Regions from separate parts of the Zea mays genome. Here region 1 is linked to region 2. Evidence: chromatin contacts called from public Hi-C data. All regions are on one chromosome and are shown on one strand. The core of a region is the stretch at or near the end of the contact, and the rest is flanking DNA. Distances in the headings are between cores, read along the strand shown.

Region 1 (2,862 bases), core at 141-2,640, 38 kb before region 2:
TTGAGTTTTTTATATAAAAAGATAAGGTTATATATGGTCATATATAATTAAGGTAGAAGATCTTGACCATGCTGGCGCAAAAATTTCCTGAACCCGGCCGCTGCAAACAGCATAATAAACGGATGAACTATAATTCCTGCGGTGGAGCTGCTGCATACGCGACACTCCAAACTGTTCCCTCACAGTAGTCCGTGTCCTGCGATGATGAGCGAGCATTATATGCATTTATTAGCGTAGAATAAAAAACGAGCGAGGCAGGAAGAAGCTAGCCGGCGGCATGGCATGGTGGTCCTAAGATCTGCTACTCGTATCAGTGAACCAGAACTATGCAGTTAGAAGCTTAGAGCATCCCATATGCTGCTGCCACTGCGGCAGCCCCAAATCTGCGATGCGATCTGGATGGGGGTCCGGCCAGGCAGGGATCGGAATTGAAGCAGCCGGCCAGCCGCCCGGCCACCAGCGGCCGGGAACAGTCAGCAGTGGTGGTGCCTGCCTACCCGGCCTGCAGCGCACACACGCTAGCTTGCTCTCTCACGCACGCCACTCCGATGGAGCTGAGCTGGTTCCTGTCAGCTTTCCTCTCCCGATCCGTCTCCCTGCCCGGACGACGAGACCTTCGCGCGCCCGAGCGAATCCTATCCTTGCAGCCGCAGCAGGAGGCTTTGCTTGCTCTGCCAGAGCTCGTCGTCGCCGATCTGCGCGCATGCACGCCATGGATGGATCGTCTACTCGCCGGCCTGCCGGTATGTACCCGGCGCGTGTGTGGCCATAAATTCGCATGCCACACCCACAGCTGGAGGAGTAGTAGTTCCCTTCGCTTCGTTCTTGTCGCTCTACAGCGGCGACGACGTACCTGACCTGACGGCCAGCGCCCCGCCTGTATTGTATAGTGCATGTGTTGGCGCAATCTACCATGCCACTATGCCAGTGGCAGCGGCATGCAGTGGCAGTGCCACCACGGATGGGACGCCCACGCGACGAGCAGATCTCCAGCCGCGCGCGCGCTCCCCGGCTACCTCGCTCGATCAGTCTGGCCGATGGCGACAGGCGGGGCAAGTGGCGGCATTTAAGGCCTGTTTGGTTCACTACCTAAGTTGCCACACTTTACCTAACTTTTCTGCCCAAGGTTAGTTATTAAATTTGAACGACTAACCTTAGGCAAAGTCCGGCTCCGATCCGTCTTTCTCACCCATGCATGCATCCGTCGTCCCTGACTCCCCCTGCGCGCGCGCCGGTCTCGCTCGCTCCGATCTGTCGCTCGCTCGTTCTCTATGCAGATGGAGATGCAGGTGCAGTGCCCTCCCTGTGCCCCCTGGCCTGCCTTCCTTCCATAGCTAAGCTAGCTGCGGCAGCTACTGGACTGTCACTGTTCCAGTACAGCCAGTGCGTTGCTACCACCCTCTTTGTCGAGACGTACGTGCATTTACTCCACCGCCCCCGCCCCCGCCCCCCTCCCGTTACCCCCATACCGTGCGTGCGTGCGTGATACCGACCGAGCCATCATCCTGCTATGCCGATGCATGCATGCATGCATGCCAGCCGATACGGTGAAGCGCCGTGCACGTACACTGGCGGCATGCGTGTTCCGTCGTCGTCGTCGTCATCGACTCATGATCCGGCCATATGCATGGGTGCATTCCGACCCATCACCACTCCTGCCCACCATCGCCGTCGATCCAGCGGAGCAGTAGTGCGTGCTTGCATTCACTCACTCATCCTATCCATTCATCATTAGTCAGCCACTGTGCTAAGCGCAGCAACGTACTCGATCCGTTTAATCAGCTGCGCGCTAGGGTTTAGCTGCGCACTAGGTTCGCATGCAATGCAATGCAAGCTGCATGGTGCTGCTTGCATTCATTAACCACCTGGGCTGGGGGTTAGGTGCTACATAGATAGATCCGGGTAGGTGTCTGAAAAGTGCATCTGGGTATCTTCGACTAGGACCGGACGAAATGCTCGTAGCTCGCTCGGTTCATGGTTAGCTTGGCTCGGCTGGTTTGAATTTTTTCACGAGCTGAGCTGACATCCTAGCTCGATTCGTTAACGAGCCAGCTCGCGAGCTAAACGAACTACCATATTCTAGCAAAACGAAACTATATGCATATCATTTACAGAATAATTGATGAACATGTTATATATATGTGAGGTGTATATGGCCTATGAATTAAACTAATAATTAATGAACTATGTCTATGTGTTAATTTGGTCTATGTAAATATAATTATGGGTTAAACTGATGAACATGTATGTGAATTGTGAATTAATGAGTGATGAATTATGCTAATTTGGTGTTACATTGACGTGGTTTGTGAAACTATGATTATAATTACTATTTTCTATTGTTAAAATAATTTGAAATTAACTAAAAATAATTATTATGTACATATTATTTTTTCTGTTCTGGCTCACGAGCTAAACGAGTCAGCTCGAACTCGTAAACGAGTCGAGCCGAGCTGACTCTTTGGCTCGTTACCTTAACGAGCCGAGCTGCCTCGTTAGCTTAACGAGTGAACTCGAACTCGGACGAGCCGAGCTGACTCGTTATCTACCTCAGCTTCGACACTACCGGCCGGCGAGACGGACACTAGAGAAGAGAAGGGGAGAGAAGAGAGCTGTTGGTTCCTGGGCTATAGCTAGCTAGAGGGACAGACAGAGACAGCACGTCCCTTATTTATTTATTCCCTCGTGTAGTCCTGTGCTTCTCCCGGCCTCAACCAGTCCCAGCTCCCAGATGCTGTTAGCGACTTAAAATAACAATTAATAACCCCATCGGTCTTCTAATTACATACAATAATCTACCGCACGCACGCACGCGCGCATGCAGCAGACCTGGTGGTGCATCCGCGCGCATTTCGGCGTGCT
Region 2 (2,708 bases), core at 204-2,703:
CATGAAAGCCTGCCCTGCTGAAACAACCTGCTGTGGATCTGTGCTCAAATCTCACACATTAACCATGGCTATAGCTAGAAAGTAAACAGATGTATATATGTACTACTACCACTACCCCAAAAAGAAAATTAAGAAAAAAAAACAGGTGCATGATGGATCGATCAGTCAGAGGTGAGATAGAGAGAGGATCGAGCAAAGGTGAAATCTTCCCTGAGATCTCCACTGCTCGTCCCACACTAGCTACCAGACATATGAATGAATCTTCAAAAGAAGGAAAGCTTAAAGACGCATGGTTGCATGCATGGCTGCCTGCGCGGCTGCGCCTGGCATGCGCCAGTCTAGTTCAATCACGCAAAAGGTATCCACAGTGCATCAGCATGGATCTGGGCTTGACATGGCATGCAACTAGCTCCAAAGCTAGCGAGCCTGCCGTAGCAACTCAAGAAGAAGAAGATAGAAAGCTAGCAGCAAGCCAGCAACAGCAAGGCAAGAAGAAGAAAAAAAAATGGGTATATATATATGTATGGTATGGGTGAGCGAGCATGACCATATGGCAACTGATTTGACTCTGACCTGCATGTTGTTGTATCGGTTGAAGGTCTTGTAGCAGACGGGGCACGAGAATTGCGTAGGCCCGATGAGGATCTGCGCCGGAGTCGGGATCCAGTACTGCCCCTTGTTGAGCCTCCCGATGGGCGTGGACGCGAACCCTAGCGGCACCACCTCGTCGCCGTCGCCGTCGCCCACCTTGTTGCACTCGTCCTCGTCCTCCTCGGCCTCCATTCCGCCGCAGGCCCCCCTGCCGGAGAGCCCGGACCGGAGGTCAGACCCCGCGCCACCGCAGCCGTTGACGGGAGCCGGGGGCAGGCCGATGCGCAGCGCGACCGCGGCGTCGTCGGCGTCGTCGTCCGTGGGCGCCGCGGCGGCCGCCTCCAGGTCCATCGGGTCGTCGTCGCAGCAGGAGGGCATGCAGTTGAGGTCGGCGAAGAGCGGCGCACGCGTCGTAGTGGTCGAGGGGGCCACGGAGCTGCCGACGGCGCCCTCGCGTAGGAAGTCATCGGCGCCGTCTTCGGAGTCGGAGTCCACCGCCACGTGCGGGCGCGGCCGCCGGGCCCGGGAGGCGGCGCGCGTAGGCGACTGCGACAGGAGGGGCAGCGCCTCCCGTAGCGGCGGCGAGGGCGGGCTGTCATGCTCATGCAGCGGCAGCGGCGGCGGCTGGAAGAAGCACGCAGGGTACTGATGAGACGCCGCCGCCGGGTAGAGGGTGGTGTACGGTGGGAGATGGTGGGGAGCTGGGGCAGCGGGGTAGGAGGAGCCGTAGTAGTAGTAGCTGCTCTTGAAGAAGCTCGTGTAGGGGTCTTCCATGGATGGGGGGTGGTTTCTTGCTGTGGGTGACTAGTACGTTCTCCCCGGACGAAGCTTTGCTTCTGTTCTTGGCTACTGCTTGCTTTGGGGCGAGGGTGCCGTGGTTGGCAAGGGGTAGTTATAGTGCGAGAGAGGGAGACAGAAGAGAGCACGGGTAAATTATGTGGGGGTAGCAGAGGCCTTGTTCTCCTGACGGTTGTATTCTAGCAGGGGAGCCATAATGAGCTAAAAGAAGTTGCAAATTTGCAATCCAGAGTATATACTATATACTAGTCAGGCCAGGGTGTGGCCAGTGATTGTGCATTCTGTTCGAAATTAAGGGACAGTTCCTTTCCTTGCATGGTGCAAAGAAAATTATTGTACCAGATTTTAACGATTTTAATTAATATTTGTCGGGATCATCATACTAATTCCGCTCTCGAATATTGTCGCCCACTAGTTTCTTATTAAACTAAACCACAACAAATAAAAAAAACAGAAAAGGACGGATATCATAACTATAGATACATGGATTACGCCCTTAAACGTGTTTAACCCCTAGGCTACCATCGGACGCATTCCCCGAGGTCAAGGGAGTATGAACCATGACTCGCTCGAGGCTCCACTCGGCGGTCACTCAAAACTCCGCCTCGCCCGAGCTTGCCCTCGGACAAGGGACATACTCGGGGAAATCCTCATCTCGGCTGAGATACCCTCTCCACAGAACCGTCATTTCCGCCTCGCCTGTCTCGGGCAAGGAAGAACCCCGAGCCAGGCCTCAGCCAAAGGCTGCAAGGGTCATGAGCATTCAATACGCATAATGTCGGTGTTTAGTACCGGCAATGCACCGCGAGGTGTACCACGAGATGCTTTTGTGAGTCGGCAACATCAACTATAGCTCAATGGTTCGCTTCGAAATGCGACATGACACACGATTTATACATGTTCGGGCCATGAGATGCGTAATACCCTACATCCTGTTTGCGGTGGGTTGTATTGCTTTGATATATGGAGGTTACAATGAGAGCTAGGGTTTGGATGTTTGATGAGAGAGCGAGGGGCGTGTATGAGATCAGATCCCCTAAGATCTGCCTTGAGAGGGATCCCTAGCTCGCCTTATATAATCCGGTGTGGCTTGGGTTACAAGTTAGTTTCCATATGTATCTCCTAGACGGTTTAGATTACAATAGAGTCCTTGTCTTATGCGCCAAGTTTGTTCAGTCGTTGGCCTAGGACCTGAGTCAGTCGGTCGGCCCATGTAGACAATACGCCTCATTTGTACCCAGGGGTATCCATCCCCCACAAGCCCTCGTGCTTCAAGTTGACTTGAGAAACAAGCAGCGTGTCGGCGAGGCACGATGGCC

The links. A called contact is a pair of places that touch in the nucleus more often than the background predicts.
Region 1: a contact with region 2 is called in a Hi-C map of ear, with 1.8 times the contacts expected there. The contact joins the enhancer-like site here to the promoter of LOC103654491 in region 2. A contact is called at or near these places in 4 of 25 Hi-C or Micro-C datasets (ear, root tip and tassel).

The regions. Positions count from the first base shown.
Region 1 is chr4:205,163,914-205,166,775 of Zm-B73-REFERENCE-NAM-5.0, reverse strand. No RefSeq gene overlaps it. Among protein-coding and RNA genes, the nearest start is that of LOC103654492, 21 kb to the left of the region's middle. Within about 2 kb of position 1,390, at least 13 of the 20 cell types and tissues checked have an H3K27ac peak or open chromatin away from gene starts, as enhancers often do. A contact at or near this core is called in ear and tassel, where this site is marked.
Region 2 is chr4:205,126,179-205,128,886 of Zm-B73-REFERENCE-NAM-5.0, reverse strand. It overlaps LOC103654491 (Zinc finger protein WIP2), which reads right to left and starts at 1,453. Exons shown (of 2, transcript XM_008681322.4): 1 at 574-1,453. The coding sequence starts at 1,365.